2 separate regions of the Astyanax mexicanus genome follow, and region 2 is linked to region 1. A link is a contact called in public Hi-C data. All regions are on one chromosome and are shown on one strand. The core of a region is the stretch at or near the end of the contact, and the rest is flanking DNA. Distances in the headings are between cores, read along the strand shown.

Region 1 (4,022 bases), core at 1,070-3,569:
TCTGTGATGAAGATGACCTGCATCAGGAAGAAAAAGATACAATCAGACACTCCAGTTTCTCTATTTCTCTGACTAATTTTAAGGGAATGTAGAAATCAGTTCTTGAAAGTAGAGGGGGGTCGGTCCCCAATGATCCGTCTCTAAGAACTGGCTCCGATTGTCAGACTTTTTTTCCTGTTAAAGCCTGATTGGTAAAGATTAGGGATGCAGCGCTACAGTGTGGCCACCGTTCGGTTCGTATTGCGGTTCTTGGGCTCTGGCGTGGTAATGACAATATTGCCAAGTAACCTGGTATTATTGTTAACGAAAACGAACAAAATAACAAAACTGAAACAAAAATAACATTTTTGTTAACTGAAACTAATAAAACAGTAATTAAAAGAAAAAAAGGTACCTAACTAAAACAAACTGAAATAACAGATAGAATAGTTTTTAGAATGTTTGTTCCTTTATTTATAAGTGCTATAAGTTTTCACTCCAGCAGTTTTACAGCGGGCGGTGTTGTGCCGATTCTATAAAATACTGAGAACCATTGCATCCCTAGTAAAGATGTGTGTTGGACCCTTAATGCTGCTTTTACTTTTTGTTTAGCACATGTAAATCATATGTTCTTGAGTGATGTTTTCTCGATTTTGTGAACATGTGATTCACATGTTTTTCATCATTTATATTTGTTGCACTCTGCTCCATGCTGAGTGTATAAAGTCATATAAATATTAAACATTTAATGTAGTGTATGATTTTTCATTATTAATATATTTTACACAGAATTTGGTTATGTAGTAATCTAAGCATTAAGAAAACTAGTAGAAAATGCTGAGCTCTCACCCTGGCCCGGTTCTCCCTTGTGTCCAGCCAGTATTTGTGGAATTTGACGATGTTGGGATGCTCCACCTGCATCAGGTTCTCAAACATTTCCTTGATCCTGTCCTAAAAACAGAAACACAAATGTTAGCATATTTCCATTATCTGCTCTTAATCCGTACTGCCACTGTCTGCCATCGTTTCACTAACACTGCTTTACACCACTATACAGAACACAACACTGCAGCCATTAAAGACAGCAGCACGGGCCTGAACAGCAGCTGCTGGAGTCCGAGTCATTTGATTTTGAGCAACTGCCGATAACCCTGAACAGACCATCCCCACTGTCAAACATGGTGGTGGCAGCATCATGGTTTGGGCCGGTTGTTCTTCAGCAGGGACAGGGAAGATGGTTAAAATTGATGGGAAGATGAATGAAGCCAAATACAGGACCATTCTAGAAGAAAACCTGTTTGAATCTGCAAAAGACCTGAGACTGGGACAGAGATTTATCTTCCAAGAAGACAATGATCCAAAACATAAATCTACAACGGAATGGTTCACAAATAAACTTATCCAGGTGTTAGAATGGCCAAGTTAAAGTGCAGACTTGAATCCAATAGAGAATCTGTGGAAAGAGCTGAAATCTGCTGTTCACAAATGCTCTCCATCCACTGACCTTCAGCTGTTTTGCAAGGATGGGCCAAAATTTCATACCCCAAGCTACTTACAGCTGTAATCGCAGCAAAAGGTGGTGCTACAAAGTATTAGCGCAAAGGGGCTGAGTAATATTGCACACCCCAGTTTTTTATTAAAAAAAAAAAAAAAAAGTTAAAAATAGCCAATACATTTTGTCACGATTGTGTCCCACTTGTTGTTGATTTTTCACAAAAAATGTACAATTATGAATCTTTATGTTTGAGGCCTGGAATGTGGCAAAGGTTAAAAAATTCAAGGGGGCAAGGCACTGTTTATTTCACAGGCCCGCTTTCCTACCAGCCTCCAGGTCACTGCCACTCGTGCAGAGCAGAAAGAGCAGCAGCATCCTCTTTTACAGATGGGTCTTTCTTCCTGCAAGCCTTTAAGCATGACTGAGGGCTCATCTACTGTGCAACAGCTATTCAAGAGTAAGGGCTACATAAATTAGATTATTAGTATTATTATTATTAGACCTGCACAATACTAAAATATTGAAAACAAATATTTTGTAAATAAATGTGCAATAATATTTTAAATTTAAGCAGTTTGGAAGGCCAAATACCCAAATCCTTATTTCTATAAACTTCCCTTGTCACTAGTATTGCTGGTGCCAGCAATTCTCAGATCATTGTGCTTTCTGGAACTTTTTTACCCTTGCATAAATTAAATAGCCTAAATGTAAAACTCTTAAAGGCCTTTTTTTTTTTTTTGCCACATTCATTTGGTGCATCCCTCGCCGCTGCGACCATTACCTCGTGGGCCTTGAAGACCTTCTTATCAGAGAACTGAACCTCATTCCACACCACCTCCACTCCCTCCTCTGTGTCCATGGCCAGGGATGCGCTCTCAATGCCGGGAACATTGCCCTGACTCACCTGCCCAACAGAGAGAAGCAGAGCACATAGAAGAGAAAAGGCAAACGAAAAGGAAAGAACAACATTGAGTCATATATAGATAATTACCATATTTTCTGTGATGGGATTATAAAACAGTTAAATATAAAATAGGATTTACTCTCTGTTGGTCAATCATCAATACACAATAGCTGCTAGTTCTTTTATAATTAAGTTTAAGATTTTAATACCTTTAAAACCTCTTAATGGGTTAGAACTTCCCTGCATCTGAATTTCTGACAAATCCTAAAATCAAATCATACAAATAGGGTTGCAACGGTATGAGATTTTCACGGTATGATAACCGTCTCGGAAAATACCGCGGTATCACGGTTATCACGGTATCACAGTTTGTTACATATATTATTAAACTGACCCTTAAAGAAATTACAACAAAGTTTTTTTGTTCAATTAACTATTTATTGTAGAAACTACACCATCAGGTGAAGGAAACCATGTTTTTCCACTACTCTTAAGGGCATTAAGAGTGTATATATATATAAAAAAAGTTGGTATATAACCAGATACTGCAGAAAGAGGGGATTTATTTCTGACATGATCCTCACAATAGAGATTTCTATTTTAAGGCTTTCACACCTTAAAACCTTCAACATATGAAAAACAGGCACGTCAGAATTTGAAAATTAACGCATGTAAATGAATGGCGTCTTTCACATCCAGTCCGGCCAGGACCTTTACACGGACACGTGAATCCATCGTAGCACGCACTTCACGCCTGTACCTGCGTGCCCAAATTTCGGATAACTCAGCGCTTTTGCGGGCGCTTACCGCATGGGTTGTGCACGACTACAAAGAGGTTTTTATTTATGTTCAGATTAAAATTATAAACTAAACACATACTTTCCGCTGCACAGCGGGGTGGTGTTCTCGGAGATGGGAGAACAGGTTTGATGTATTTCCTCCTTTAGCTGTGACTACGGCCACATTGATTACAAGCTTGTTGATTACAAGATTACAAGTCTGTTTTCAGGCTGTTTGAATGAGCGAAATATGATCAGAATTATGTTAATTAACACTAACATAGAAGCATAGAACTATTATTTAATAAAAATGATTTTTAAGAACAGCTAAACACAGTGCGGAGAAGTTCACGTGCGAGAGAGAGAGACACAGAGAGAGAGAGAGATTTGCGTGTTCTGATGAGAGCTACTCACAGGTAAAGGTTCTCTTTTATCTCCTCGTGCTCATTTTAGTCCAATTCATAATTCTGCAGTTTCTCAGTGTTTTCTGTCGTATTTTGCGGCTAGCGCGAGCGCTTACAACTAACACCGCGGACCGCGAGGTGCAGCCGCGCTGCCGCTGTTATGCCGAATCCGACTCCCTGCTCAATCCGACTCCCGCTTCGCGGACAGAATCGGCACAACACCTCCCGCTGTAGAACTGCGGGAGTGAAAACAGCGCTTATAAATAAGTTAGTTAAGTTTCACTTTCAGTTTTCGTTATTTGGTTCGTTTTCATTAACAATAATAATTGGTTACTTAGCATTAACATTGTGATTATCACACCAGAGCTTTATTTAAAAATAAAATATATAATTAAAAAACAGATGCCTACATCTCAGACTATTTTCTGGAGCCCAACCCGACCCGGCCCGAGGAATGTGGT
Region 2 (3,755 bases), core at 797-3,296, 67 kb after region 1:
ATTTACAGTGGTGATACAATTTCTATTAGTAGTAAAGTATATATCTGTACGAATATGTAACTTAAGTTTTAGTAATAAACATTTATTATAGCTATAAAGTGACATTACATTTAAATCAATGGTAACTAGTCTACAGGATAAAGGATTATTAAGGAGTTGTTGTCCTGGCCATGTGACTACTTTGAATATCTTTATAGGTCTGTAGAGATATGATCGTTGCTAGTGAATATTTCACAGCTATCTGTATTTGATATTTGTACATATTTGTGTTTATCGAGTGAAGACTCTGAGCACTGAACAGCACTAATCCAGACAGGGCACAGCCTGTAATAAATGTATTTTTGTTTTGTTTCTGGAGAGAGATTATGTGATTTTATTATGCTTTGAGCCTTTAACAAGCTTGTTGATATTATTAAACCCATAGTTTTTCTTTTTTATGTTGTGATACAGATTATAGTGAATTATATGTATAACATGCACTGCTCCCAGTAGTTTGCTATTTTTTACTATGTGCAATAAAACCTTTACTTATTACTGCAGTAGTGCCTTATTATGTGCCATATCTCAATTCATCATGTATAGCATCATTTGTTTACCATCACTATGTATCACCACGTGTTTACTATTTGTTTTTTTATTTATTTACTATCAACCTGTGCAACATATCACTGGTGACTGCGTACAACAGCACATACCGTACATACTAGCGAACCATGCATCCTCTAATCTTAGATGTCTAAATTCATAGCATTTACATTTTGTTGTATATATATTAATGTACTGTAAACAACAAGTGAAAATACTGTGAATACTGTAAAGAGAGAAAGATTGTGTATATTGTTTGTGTATTTTCTGACGCTTATCTTCTGTTGTTCTGTCCTCTGTGCTGCTGTAACGCTGCACATTTCTCAGATGTCGGATTAATAAAGGATTATCTTATGTTAGGATGCTATACACTCGTTGGTAGGTTTCAGAGAAATACTTCATTCATAAATGCATTGTGTTGAAATGTTAGCCCCAAAATACATTATTATGTAAAAAAATGAAAAATAAAGACTTTGTTGAAAAAGCGATTTTTAACCTGCTGTAAATATTTAAATATATAGAACAGATAGTGCGCGCGCTGTGGGCGGAGCGGACAGTTTGTACCACTCGTGAACAACAACCTCAGCCAATCAGGTTTGAGTACAGAGATCAGACTGTGGGTTTGTGTTCAGTGGTTAGTTTCTGGAAAATGTCTGTAAACAGGCAGTGTTTTTACCGTTTTCTTGTTGAATTACTTGATCACAGTGAGATTATAGCTTCAGTATGATGCAGCACGTGCTGACGATAGATCACTGCTGCAGTCTGGGGTTATAACAGCACGGTGGGTAGAGCGTTTATAGCTACAGGTATATAAATCAGACAGCGCAGTTTAACCCACTGTGTGTGTGCGTGTCCGTCTTGTGTCTGTCTGCTGCCTCATGGCGCTGCTGTAAATCCCAACCCGAACCTACCTGCTCCTTCCGCTTCTGCCAGCGTCCGCACGGGCTCTCCTCCAGGATCTCGCTCTCGTCCTCGCTCTCCTCCTCCTTTCCCCCAGACCCCGAGATCCGCTCCGGGACCGACATGGTCATTGTATCCGACCCGCCCCCCTCCGAAGCCCCACGGCTACAAAAAGAAGGCCGAGTCCGCTGTGAACTAGCTCCTTATTAAACTGCCCCCGTGCAGGCGAATCAGGTCCGGGCGAGGGCTCTTCGTGCGCACGGCGCGGTCCGCTCGCGGTAAACGCGGGGCTGTAGGCAGCGCTCCTGTTGCGAAACTGCAACTCGCCTACCGCCCGCCTGCAGCCCCGCAGCACGGGGGAGGTGCGGGACTGTGCGGAGCTTCTAACAGATTACACCACCGCGACCCTCCTAACAGCCCACCAGCAACCACCTCCTCTGCGTGCAGCGTAGCACTGCGTGTGTGTACGTGTGGGTGAGTGTGTGCGTGTGTATAATAGAGCTAGTGCTTTCAGAAATTTCCTCTTTTTTTAAGGGCCTACCGTAAATCCCGCACTATCCGCGCGCTCAGCTGCTAAGCTCCAGCCCCGCCCCCTCCCGCTGAATTTACAACACAGTAGAGCGCAGTCAGGCAGCGCCCACACCGCTGATTTGCACTACACATTACTGCCATGACAATCATGTTAAAAAGTTGCTACGTGGTGAGGACAAAAATGTTGATTTTACATAAGTTTACATAATTATAAAACGCAAATCAAAACCGAGCGATACTGGGGCTCCATCAATAAAGCAGACATTCTACATATATATGTATTAACTGGGTCAATGAAATAAAGAGAATACGGGCCCTATTTTAGTGAACTTTAGGTTAGCTGTCAACAGCACACTGCCCAGCTTGATTTAGGGCTTGTCGGGGTGTCTTTGGTGTCGTGAGGACGCAAATTAATATCGCTTAATTTGCGTCGCCTGAAGGCCAAATTATCAAATCAAATAAAATGTATTTGTATAGTATTTTTACAACTGATGCTGTCACAAAGCAGCTTTACAGTAATGATCACAGGACAGAGAGTAAGGCAAAAAAATAAACAATGAGCAACAGAAGCAAGAAAAAAACTTCCTCAGAGAAAGAAACCTTGGGAGGACAAAGGCTCATAAGGGGGGGCAATCCTACCACTGGTCAGACAACTTTTAAATAACTGTAAAAATCAGTATCCATCCACATAGCGCTAATATATTCAGGTGTATAGCAGCGCCAATAATGGTAGTAGTTAAAGTTCATGCAAACTTCAATGTAATGCCTCAGACTAGTGGAGAGGAAACAACTAGTCCGAGGCATGTTGCAAAAACTGGATGCTGGGCAGCTGATCTGTGGTGGGTGATGGAGAAGAGCTGACTTCAGAAACTTCAATCAGTCTGGCCGAACAGGGGACAGGAGAGCCTGAGGGTCCAACATCCATCGATATCGAAACAGACAGGTTGGCAGTAACTTGGAGGAAGGCAGAAAGGTGGAATTAGTTTTAACTGGATTTATGTAAAACAGAGAATATAAAATATTATCAGAGTGTAGCTAATGACTCCGGCAGATCTAAATAAAACAGCCTAACTAAAGGGAGAGAGCCAGAAAGTAACATAAACACGCAGGCACCCTAAAACACTGGCATCCACCCACTCCACTGTCCACAAACCTTCCTTAACGCTGTCTCTATTTTAACAACTTCGGCGCAAGGCATGAAAATATACTGTTTGTTGTAATGTGCACTGGCATCCACAAACACCACTGTCCACAAACCTGAGTGACCACGTGCAGTGGGCAAACAACAGCACCAGCATTCAGTTTACCACAATTCTCTATGTCCATAAAACACCCTGGATCTGCAGCCTTATCTAAAGGGAAGACATTAATTACCAAAAACTAAACTAAACAAGTAAGCCAGTGCAGTTCTGATAGGACTGGACTAAATTAATTTTTTTAGTGAGGACCCTGGCTGCAGCATTTTAAACTAACTAAAGTTTCTTTAAGTTACTGTAGGTACATCCTGACAGTAGCGCATTACAATAGTCTAGCCTTAAGGTAATAAAGGCATGTATACTCATTTTTCTGCGTCATGCAGTGATCAGGCATTTCTCAGCCTGGCAATGTTACAGAGATGTAGAAAAGCTGTTCTAGTAACATTAGATATGTGTTTATTGAATGCTAGATCTGAATCTATGATAACTCCAAGATTTTTAGCTGCTGATCCAGGTGTGACTGAGAAGACGGCCAGATTATAC

The links. A called contact is a pair of places that touch in the nucleus more often than the background predicts.
Region 2: a contact with region 1 is called in a Hi-C map of muscle, with 7 times the contacts expected there. The contact joins the promoter of nrbp2a here to the enhancer-like site in region 1. A contact is called at or near these places in 2 of 3 Hi-C or Micro-C datasets (blood and muscle).

Annotation. Positions count from the first base shown.
Region 1 is chr8:47,231,237-47,235,258 of AstMex3_surface, forward strand. nrbp2a (nuclear receptor binding protein 2a) reads right to left here. Exons shown (of 18, transcript XM_022677963.2): 2 at 2,256-2,378; 3 at 829-930; 4 at 1-17. Among protein-coding and RNA genes, the nearest start is that of puf60a, 32 kb to the left of the region's middle. Within about 2 kb of position 2,320, the one cell type or tissue checked has an H3K27ac peak away from gene starts, as active enhancers do.
Region 2 is chr8:47,298,664-47,302,418 of AstMex3_surface, forward strand. It overlaps nrbp2a (nuclear receptor binding protein 2a), which reads right to left and starts at 2,047. Exons shown (of 18, transcript XM_022677963.2): 1 at 1,497-2,047. The coding sequence starts at 1,616.